3 separate regions of the Sus scrofa genome follow, and all the other regions are linked to region 1. A link is a contact called in public Hi-C and HiChIP or PLAC-seq data. All regions are on one chromosome and are shown on one strand. The core of a region is the stretch at or near the end of the contact, and the rest is flanking DNA. Distances in the headings are between cores, read along the strand shown.

Region 1 (3,493 bases), core at 394-2,893:
TTTCACCAAACTTCTAACCTTGTTCCCATAGCCCTTTAGTCTCCCTCCAGGTCAGGGCACAGAGGAAAGGATCCTGCCACCTCCCTTTCTAGGAAATGACAACTATCAAAGAGGCAGACTGCACAATTTTTATATGGGCAAACTCAGACTTAAAGTAGGGCTCCATTCCTTAGAAATTTGTGACTTCAAAACATCCTCCCTGTTACATTCCCCTGCTTTGGGAAGATAACTCTCCAATGTACTTAGCAGAGACAAGTGAGGGATTAAGATTTTTTATAATTCCTTTGATGTTCCTGAAGGAACTAAAGACAAAGATTGCTGGTGAAGGGAAACTGGGAAAGACAGGATCAGTGGACAAGGCTGGAATTACAAAATAATCAGAATAGATGCGGCCAGCACAGTGTTCTTTGTGCGGTGCTGTAAAAGCCCACCCAGTCCTTTAAATTTCTTTCACTATATCATTCCATCTGAAATTCCATCCTTAGAAATAATTCCTTTGGACCTCTAAGCGCCTCTGGGAGGAACCGGTACCCAGAGGGGTTTACTGCCTCTCTTTATGAAACCCTCCCTCCTCCCCAAGGAGTTAGCCATAAAGGTTCAAGGTGATACCCCTCTCAAGGGTACTAGTTCCTTCACATGGGAACACACTGAGCCACTCACACGATTTCTGCCTTCAAGATCGGGAAGGCCCTGATAGGGTAGGGAACTTGTGCTTTGTGAGGAACAAAAGCCCTGAAGGCGAGGTTCCTAGGACAAAGGAAGTAAAGGGGGCAGAAAGTGAAGCTGCTAAGAGATATGGGAAGAATGCCAAACAGAGACTTTCTTCTTTTTTCTGCAAATATGTCAGGCACTTGTGGAGAAACCATACAGGTCTGTCTTGCGGCTAATAGGAAATTGGCCAGGGTGGGGAGCAGGAATTCTTTCCAGTTCAGGCGGAGGGAGGCTCACTCGGGGTGGGCGAAGGCGGGGTGGTGGAGCTGGCCTCCGAGGAAGAGGGAAGGGAAAAGCAGGCCCTGGGTGTGGCGTGCGCCTTTGGATCGCGGCTGCATCACTCGCTGGCCTCCAGTCTCTCTTGCATTTCCACATCCGCGTGCGTGCCACGAGATAATGAGCAGAAAGCGCTGGCACAGGGCCTGGCATCTGGCAGCCGCTGGATAACGCAAGCCCCTGCTCTGGCTATGAACATCGGAGACGCGCCCTCTGTTGGCGCTTCCACTCAGTGCCGAGCACCGGGTGTGCACTCTGCACCTTAACATTCCTAAACCTAACTCCCAGCCCGAGAAGCAGGGCTCGTCATCCTCAGCGCACAAGTGGGGAAACCGCGGCTTTGGGCAGCGGTCGCTTGTCTAAGAAACATTGGACACAGTCCTGGAACCTCTGGGCTGGGGCTAGTTTCCGAGGGGAGGGTTAAGGGGTGGGCGGGAGACCCCAAGGGCCTCGTCAGGGGCACGGGGCTCACCCTTGAAGGAGTCGGGGAGCCGCCGAGCTTGGGCGTCCGCTGCTGGCCGCTTGTCAGACATGCTGCCCGAACCAGAGTAGCTACTCTTGCGTCGCAGTCACCAGGTCCGGGGCTGGAGAAGGAGCTGAGAGGAATGCCCCGCGAAGACTCAGGATCTCGAGACCCAGGCAGCGGTCCCGCCCCCTCCCTGAGGCCGGGCCAATCGACGCCCAGGACCAAGGAGGACACGCCCCCACCCTCCACCGCCCTCCCCTCCGGTGCAGCCGCTTCTGGGGCGCTTCCCTCAAGTCCCCGGGCTGGGGGGCGTGGCCTGAGGGGCGAGGCGCCCCGAAAGAGGGGATCCGGACTCTGGCAGCACCGGAAGGGAGAGAAGGCACCGGAAGGGAGAGGCAGAAGCCGTGGAGCCGGGGGGGCGGCTGCTGAAGAGAGAGGGGAGGGGAAGTTGAGTGATGGCCTGAGAAAAGGCTACGAAAAAGAAAAAGGCGCCCTTCTGGGCAGAAGACTTAGAGGAAAATGGTGCCCTCATTGGGCGAGGTGGGGTCCGAATGAGGGGAGGAGGCCGAGGGGCACCCGTGTGCCAAAGTGAGGGGGACGAGGCCCGCCCTGACCTGAGAGGACCGATGGTGTGAGGGGAAGAAACCGTGCCACCACCCTCGAGCCTAAGGGAATGAATTCGAGTGAGGTGCGTTTATTCAAATACAATCCTTTCTGAGCTCCTGCCATCACCGAGCAGCGTGCTCATTGCTGGGTGTAGAGCGGGCCCGCCCCCGTGGCATTGACACAGGTAACCAGCAAGCAAACAAGCCAAATCGTCACGTGGGGAAGATCTCGAGGAAGGGCGCAGGGGACTCAGGATAGCCGAAGGCAGCTGCATTAGTTACGGGGACAAGGAAAGACCTCTGTAAGGCGGTGGCATTGACCTGTGACCTCAACGATGAAAAGGAGCCGGCCTTGGGAAGGGGGACAGGCGGGACACGGGAGGTCAGAAAGGGAATTCCAGGAGGAGGGAAAAGCACAGGCAAGGGTATCCCCGACCTCAAGCTTTGCGTTAGGTGGTGACTGAAACTTCACATTTGAAAACCAGGCTCTGTTGTATTCTCCATGACTTGTCCTAATGCAAACCGTCCAAAGCAGGGTGATGTGCACCAGCAGGTGCACTTGTAAAACCATTTTATTTTGAAATAAATACAGATTCACAGGAAGTTGCAAAGACAGTACGGAGAGGTTATGTGTACCCGCTACCCAGTTTCCCCCAATGGTTATGTCTTACTTAACTGTAATATCAAAGCCAGGAAGTTGAGAGTGGCACAAGTGTACACATAGTTCTATGCCATATTGTCTCATGCATAGATTCGTATAACCACCACTGCAGTCAAGATAACAGCACTGTTCCATCACCACCAAGATCTCCCTTTGGCTGTGTAATACCCAACCCTGTGGTGTTTACATAATTGAAATGGTAGGGTTTCTCTGTAGTTGTAGCTCTGCCTTGTGGTTGTCAGGGTAGAAAGTGGAGCACCCACAATTGTAACAGGTGTTAGGGAGTGGCTGATCGCCTTTGCTTTGGGGTGTAGACTCTAGCATGTGATACTAGCCTGGTGCAGAGCTCTCAAGTTTATTTCCAGCCACATGTGGGAAAAGAGCTGTTTATATTCCTGGAGGTGGAATACAGCTTGTGCAGTCACTTGGTTTATAAGCCTTCTGGAGAAGATAAGGAGGGGAGTACAGTAATTTAATGATCCTTTCTAAATCATCCTTGAGAAAGTCCATGGCTTCATTTTTTCCATTCTGCAGTGAATAAGCCCCAGAGGCCTGGATTTCCTGTTTATGCTGCGGTTTCCAGGAAAGAGGAGCAAATGCACAAGCAGCTAATTAAAACCTCTAGTAAAGGAGGGCTTGGAGTTCCCATTGTGGTGCAGTGGTTTATGGATCTGGTGTCACTGAAGCGGCTTGGGTGGCTGTGGCGGCATGGGTTCCAGGTTGATCCCTGGCCTAAGAACTTCCATAAGCCACGGGTCCAGAAAAAAAAAGGGC
Region 2 (3,493 bases), core at 584-3,083, 230 kb after region 1:
CAAGATATTGTGCTCCAAGAAAAGAGAAGAATGAAGCACAGCAAACAATAACTGATGTCTAGAATCCCCTGGATCCTGGGGACCCCTGATTTTAGACACTCAGTACATGTTGGTGGGATAGATGGATGGATGGGTGGACAGATGGATGGGTGAATAAGACATTATTCCACCTTGAGGGGAGAATAAATTATTTCCTCCTCTGTTTCTCCTTCTTTATTTACCTTTACTGCTAGTCTTGCACAAAATCATAACCTTGTCTTGTTCACTGCAATACCCCCAGCACCCAGCACAGGACCTGGCAGAGCTCAGAGAAGATTTGAATGAATGAATGAGCTCATCTACAGGCAGGGCTTGGCATTTGGCCACTTGTCCTCTGAGCCTGTTTCTCCATCTGCTGCCAGTGGGTGCTGCTCTGCCCATGACAAAGCAGCCATGTCAGGCAGCCAGGACAGTAGCTTCCTGAACACAAGCACTGAGTGTGGACATCACCAGTTCCCAGCATAATCAACCTCTCACACCGATCTCCAACTTCACAGGATTCTCCCGGCCCTGGCGTGGAAACGGTTAATTGGGCAGAAAACTTCAGCTGCACCCCTCCCCCCCACCCCAGCTTGCCAGATCCAGAATCTAATTTTGCAAAGGCTGGAGGACTAATCTATTTAGCAGAAGTCACGGGGAAGGGAAGTGGGGAGTTAGCGATGGCCCCCAGGAGATCAAGGTTTGGAATATATTCAAACCCTGGCTGGAAAACTACTGGGAGATGAATCTTGGCCCTACATACAGAAGGGTGTTGCCATAGCCAGGGCTGAACAGAGAAAGTGGTGGGACTCAGAGGTGGTAAGTCTCCCATCACTGGGAGAATTCAAGCAGACCTAAGGTGCCTACTTAGAGGGGATATTGTAAAGGGATTAAATGAGTGCTTCCTTCTAACCCTGGAGTCTTAGGATTCCACTTCACCCTATAGCAACAGGGCACCACCTGGGTGCTGGCCACTGTCTAAGGGGCGATAAACTTCCTGACTCCCTTAATCCTCCCAACAACCCAGGGAAGAGGTTATCCATAAGCCCATTTTGCAAAAAAGGAAACCAAGGCTCAGTGGGATTGAGTTGCTTGTCCCAGGTAACATCAAAAAAGGTAGCCCTAGTGATAGACCCCACTTGCTGGAACCGGGCACCTGGCTGGGCATCTTACATGCATGAATTCATTGACTCCTCAATTATTCTACAAGGTAGATATTACTCTCCCCATTTTACAGATGAGGAAACTGAGGCTCGGAGAGATTAAGTAATTTGCTCAAGGTTAGAACGTCAGTAAGCAGCATCCAGATGGCAATTCTGGTCTGAGATCTGCCTGACATCAAAATCCAGGCTCTTGGAGTTGCTGTCGTGGCTCAGTGGAAATGAATCTGACTAATATCCATGAGGACGCAGGTTCCATCCCTGGCCTCGCTCAGTGGGTTGAGAATGTGGCATTGCCGTGAGCTATAGTATATGTTGCGGATGCAGCTCGTATCTGGCATTGCTGTGGCTGTGGCGTAGGCCGGCAGCTACAGCTCCTATTCGACTCCATATGCCACGGGTGCAGCCCTAAAAAAAAATAACAAAAAAATCCTGGCTCTTCATCAGAGCAGCAGCTGCCAACACATGTTTTCAGGTTCTGTCTGCTGTTCTTTCCACTGAGGATCATGGCTGGGGACAGTGCAGGCTCCTGGCCAAGTGGCCTTGCCACCCGCTTCCTCTTTTGGAAGAAGAACCAGAGGACACGGGGAAGTGGGACCAGCTGCAGCTGTTCTACCTCTTTCCACCCCTGGAATCGCATCACGCAGAGAAGAGCTAGAGCAGAAGGATTGGCCCTGTCCAGCAGAGGTCTCTCCTGCAGAGAGGCTCACAGTGACGGGGGCAATGCTGTGGTGGCAGCAAGCTCCTGGGTGGGCCTCAGACCCATGAAGGAACAAAACCACTTATCCCTCCAGGACAATATGCTGTAGGAGGGTCCCAGCACTTCCTGAGCACCTACTCTGTGCCAAGCACTGAGCACATTCCACTTAGTCTCCTCTTTACTCCTGACATTGACCTAGAATGCCTACCTGCCATTTATTGGCCCAGCCTGCCAGTTAATGCAGCGAATGCTGATGTTTCTGAGTTGCCTTTTGCCCCCTACAGTCCCCAAGTCCTCCACCTGCAGCCACTGTCCACACAGCACCTGAGATTGCCCTGCCCCAACCCTGGTATGATGTTTCGGAGCACCTTAGTGCCGCCTGCTGGCTGGTGCTGGAAGAACAAGGGGACAGGTTCAGGAGTCCAGCAACCTGGTTGTAGCTGGGCTGGCTGATTGATTCACACACGGCCTTGCTGCAGAAATGATTTTGGGCAGCTTCCAAGGGTGTGTCATCTACAACCAGAGCAGAAAATAAAAGTGTGGGGAAAGAAGAAAGAAACACAAAGGAGGCAGCAACGAAGTTAAAATATAGACCATAAGGATTTACTGTTGTGGCAGTAAGACCACAGACTCAGGAAATTTTGAAGATGGCTTTTGTCACCTACTCAAGATACAAAGCAATGAGGGAGCCTCCTCCAGCCAAGAATGAGTGATCAATCACTTTAATTTCTCATCCCATCAGCTTGACAGTTTCTTCTTTCTTTTTTCTTTTTTCTTTTTATTTTCTTAGGGCCACACCTGCAGCATACGGAAGTTAGGCGTCAAATCGGAGCTGCAGCTACTGGCCTGCACCACAGCCACAGCAACATGGGATCTGAGCCACATCTTCAACTTACACCACAGCTCACGGCAACGTCGGACCTTAACCCACTGATCAAGGCCAGGGATTGAATCCGAATCTTCATGGATACTAGTTGGGCTCATTACTGCTGAGCCAAACAAGATCTTCCCCTACAGGTTCTTTATACACGGATAAAAGGCATGATTTCATGCACAGAACACATATACCAGACACACATGTACCGTCACTGCATCTCATTGGGATGCACAGGGGAGGGAGACCCTTATAATACAGATTTGAGAAGTAATTCAAGGTACATATTTTACAAAGTTTTTACTAAAGTATAATTGATTTACAATGTCGTGTTAATTTCTGCTCTACAGCAAAGCGACCCCAGACATACATATATATACATTCTTTTTTCTCATATTATTTCCCATCCTGTTCTATCCCAAGATTGGCTATAGTTCTCTGTGCTGTACCGTAGGACCTCAATGCTTATCCGTTCTAAATGTAATAGTTTGCATCTAAGGGGCACATTTTGAAAACAAGGAGAGTCACCATAAACAAAATCATTTATTCACATGAAAAAAGATTCAGCTATACATTCTGAAAAGACAGTACGCTTTCAAAAAAACCCCAGGGGAGTTCCTGTCGTGGCGCAGCAGAAGCGAATCCGACTAGGAACCATGAAGTTGTGGGTTCCATCCCTGGCCTTTCTCAGTGGGTTAAGGATCCAGCATTGCCGTGAGCTGTGGTGTAGGTCTCAGACGT
Region 3 (3,493 bases), core at 322-2,821, 180 kb after region 1:
GGGTTTCCCAGCTAGGAGGCGGCCCGGCCCCGACTCCCCCTCTCCCCCACCACCCCCGGTCCCCGCACGTCCAGCGCTCCGAGACCCACCCATTTCCAAGCACAAGAACAAGGCGACAAGGCCCGCTCAGGGGCCAAGAGGAGGGCAAACGACGACAAGCAAAGCCACAAAAGCAACCGTCCGGGTCTCTTGTCTTTCCTGGGGGGAGGAGCGGCGCCCGCAGACGGTCTCCGCGCCTCCCTCCCTCCCGGGCCAGCGGGAAGATAGGGGAATCTCAAGTCGCTCTGCTTTCTCTCTTCGCGCACTGACATTTTCCCCCACTTTACTGTTTCTTGGACGCCTTTCAAGAGTTTGTGCAACCAGTCTGTTTAGCTGCTTTTCTGCCATTTTCAAACGCGGGGTGGTGTCCCTTTCGAGTGGGAACGTGGTGGCTTAAAGTCTGGAAGGGACCCCTTCGCCTCCTGTCACCCCGCTGCAGCGGGCCTCTTCGCCGCCAAAGTTTCGGCGTTCCAAAGTTTCCCCCGGCCGGGTTTCGGGCTCGGTCCTCCGCTCTCTGAGCTCCCCGACTTCTCCCTCTCTGTGCGCTCAGGGGTTTCTGTGCCCCTCACTTCACTCTCAGGTTCCCTCTTGCGGAGGCATCCTCTTCCCACCTAGTCCCGGGCGAGGGAGGCCTCCGCCTCCCCTGCCCCACATTGGGAGACAGACCCCTCCCTCCTTTCGAGACTTCCCGGGCAGTCCTCCTCCTCTGCGCGCCCCGAGCCTCCCCTCTCCCGCCTCCATCCGGCGGACCCCGTGGAAGCCCGCAGCCCCTCAGGCCCGACAAGATGGGGACAGAGACGGGGTCAGAGTTGAGCACAGAGGTAACGACGAGAACAAAAGCGGGGACACGGCAGGGCAGCAACAGGGCAGGGCCGGCGCGGTGGCCTGTCCTCTCCCCGCGCTGCCTCCACGGCGCCCGCAGCCCCGGGCCGGGCGGGACTCGCGGCCTCCAGGGGCTCGGGCAGCGCCCAGCGGGACCCACCTGATCGGCAGAAGCTGGGTGCGCTCGGGGATGGCCCACACCTCGGCTCCCGGCCCCCCGGCGGCGTCCTCGGCTGAGGGAACAGTGGCGCGCGGCGTGCTCCTGAGCTCGGCAGGGCGTGCCGGGGCGGGGTGTGCCGCCTGCGCTCCGGCCCGCCGGCCGCTGTGTGCTCCTCCGGGGTGGCGGGCAGGGGCGCGAGGAAGCCGGCGGGCACTGGGCGGCGGGCGGCGAGCTCCCCGCTCCACCCGGCCCGCGGCTGTTTGTGCAGAGCGGGTCCCGCCCCAGACACGGCCGCTAGGAGGCCGAGGGCGCGAGTGCGCGAGTGCCGGTGCGCGTGTGTGTCTGGTGGCCGGGAGGCGCAGGGGGTGTTTGTTTCATTTTCACTCAGGCAGAAAAAAGCCTGAAACCAGCAAAAAAAGAAAAGAAATTCCCTGGTGAGGGTGGCTGGGCCTCTTTGCCTTCTCCGGCCTGCACGTGGTGGGGGTGGAGGGACCCGGAGGGTGGGGTGGGGTCTATCACCCAGTACTGCAGGGAGGGGCCCCGGAGCCCTGGCGCCCTGCCTAACACGGGGAGGGGTGGCGGGGCGCGAAGAGCCTGGGAGGTCCGATCCACCATTTGTTTCCTGGGGAAGGAAGAGCACAGATGCAGTAGCTACAGCCCGACGCGCTGGAGCCGCTCTCTCCCGAAACCCCCAAGTCCTGAGCTTCGGATATGAGGGGCTGGGTACTGGGCACCTGGCGCGGGCTCTGTTCTCTGCTGGAATATTAGTAGAGGGAGAGAACGTAAACGAAAATTATATTTCAGAGTTTGTGCTTTAGTTATTTTAGGAGGAACATAAACAAAAATTATATTTCAGAGTTGGTGCTTTAGTGCCCAGTGTGACAACAGTTCACTTCTGATGAGCTGGTGTAGGCACATCCGGCTGCCCTCACTCAGCCTTTACAAGACTCCTTGGGCTCCCGGACCATCTATTTTACTGCTGCAAAATTCAGAACTTGCTTTTGCCAGGATCATTCGCCACGGGACTTCAGAGACTAAGAAATTAGTTTCTTAAATATTTTAAGGCATTGGAATTGTGACATGAAAATGGCACAGAAGCTGAGTGTGATGTATAATTTTAACTGTTTCATCCTGATTGAAAAGAACAGAGATCTGATTGAATACTTGACGGTTGCAGAGAGGCTGCAGGGAGCCAGGTGACATCTTGGAGCTTGGGATAATGAACTTTCCTGATGGGTTCAGTGGACTAAAGGGTGGGAGAGTTGAATCATCAGCCCCACAGGGTAGCTCAGGAATGAGGAGCTCCATGACAATCCGAACAATGGATCCTTTGCAAAAGCGTAAACTGCGCCATTATTGTCATCGGTGAACTCACTTGCACTAGGTCTTTAATGATGCAGTAAATAAATACACAAGGAGTGATGTTATGCAAAGTATTTCCCAGTTGTCATTATTGCACTTGAGGATGCAGTGTTTAAATTGCTCAGCCCATCAAATTGGATAATAAATGTGTTTTTTGGGGTTTTTTTTTAGTGAAAATTATGACGGTAATTCTGACCATGGCTGAAGTGATAGCTCATCAGGATCAAAATCAAAAGATGATGACACAGGGAATGCAACATGTAAAAACATCACTCTGCTACCATTAGACTCAATGCAAGAGGTTTGATTTCAGCACCATGTCATCAGTTGCATTAATTTAATGTTGCTAATTTGGATTTTATTGGTTTTGTGGCTGTAATTGCACCTACTTAAAAGATTTGTTTTGGTATTATGGTTGGTGTGCAGAGCTAGGAGCATGAGGACTTCATTCTTAGTTCTAGGTTTATACCTATTTCAGTAACAATAAGATAAAAATAATTCAAATTAACACGGCGGGTCTGGAAGTTTTGTTTTCTTTTGAGAACTATGTAGCTCCCCAAATCTAACTAGCAATTCTACTGACTGGAAAACACCTTCAAGATTATATTCCTTAGCTTCAGGGTCAGGAGTTCTAGGTTTAAGGCCTTATGAGTCATTCTTCCTGAGACTCATTTGTGTCATATGCTGAGTAGAAATAAGGTGACTAGTTCATAGGAGAGGTGGAGTCAAGACGGGATTACTGCTGGGGAAAGAGTGTTGGAGCCTCCAGGAGCATCACAGAGTGCAGGACTGAAGATTCACTGAGCAGAAGGGCAGGGCAGGTAAACAAGTAGCTCTGATCCCTTGCCAGGCTTTGCTCCACTTGCCTCACGGCCTAGCTGAGCTCACTTCATCTTATACACATTCTGATCACATCCCGGTTTCTAGGAAGAAAGCCAAGGCACAGGCAAGTTAAGTACCTCTGGTCACCATCCCTCTAACTATGGCCAAGGTGCTCCAGGTCCCGAAGACCTTCCTACCTAAACTTCCTTCATTCTTTTAACAGATATTTACTGGGACCCTACTATCTGTCAGCCCCTGTTCTTCAAACTGAGGAAGGACATCAAGGCA

Evidence for each region. A called contact is a pair of places that touch in the nucleus more often than the background predicts. HiChIP or PLAC-seq counts read pairs in DNA pulled down with a chosen protein or histone mark.
Region 2: a contact with region 1 is called in a Hi-C map of skeletal muscle, with 9 times the contacts expected there. The contact joins the enhancer-like site here to the promoter of STOM in region 1. A contact is called at or near these places in 1 of 5 promoter capture datasets (fetal liver), 4 of 47 Hi-C or Micro-C datasets (fetal heart ventricle, heart right ventricle, liver and 1 more) and 2 of 2 datasets of contacts at active chromatin or transcription factors (alveolar macrophages and skeletal muscle).
Region 3: a contact with region 1 is called in an H3K27ac HiChIP or PLAC-seq map of skeletal muscle. The contact joins the promoter of GGTA1P here to the promoter of STOM in region 1. A contact is called at or near these places in 2 of 47 Hi-C or Micro-C datasets (heart right ventricle and liver) and 2 of 2 datasets of contacts at active chromatin or transcription factors (alveolar macrophages and skeletal muscle).

The regions. Positions count from the first base shown.
Region 1 is chr1:261,406,070-261,409,562 of Sscrofa11.1, forward strand. It overlaps STOM (erythrocyte band 7 integral membrane protein), which reads right to left and starts at 1,644. Exons shown (of 7, transcript XM_021068281.1): 1 at 1,460-1,644. The coding sequence starts at 1,520. It also overlaps the pseudogene LOC110259667.
Region 2 is chr1:261,635,063-261,638,555 of Sscrofa11.1, forward strand. No RefSeq gene overlaps it. Among named protein-coding and RNA genes, the nearest start is that of GGTA1P, 49 kb to the left of the region's middle. Within about 2 kb of position 1,834, at least 15 of the 83 cell types and tissues checked have an H3K27ac peak or open chromatin away from gene starts, as enhancers often do. A contact at or near this core is called in alveolar macrophages and skeletal muscle, where this site is marked.
Region 3 is chr1:261,586,397-261,589,889 of Sscrofa11.1, forward strand. It overlaps GGTA1P (glycoprotein, alpha-galactosyltransferase 1 pseudogene), which reads right to left and starts at 1,572. Exons shown (of 8, transcript NM_213810.3): 1 at 1,022-1,572.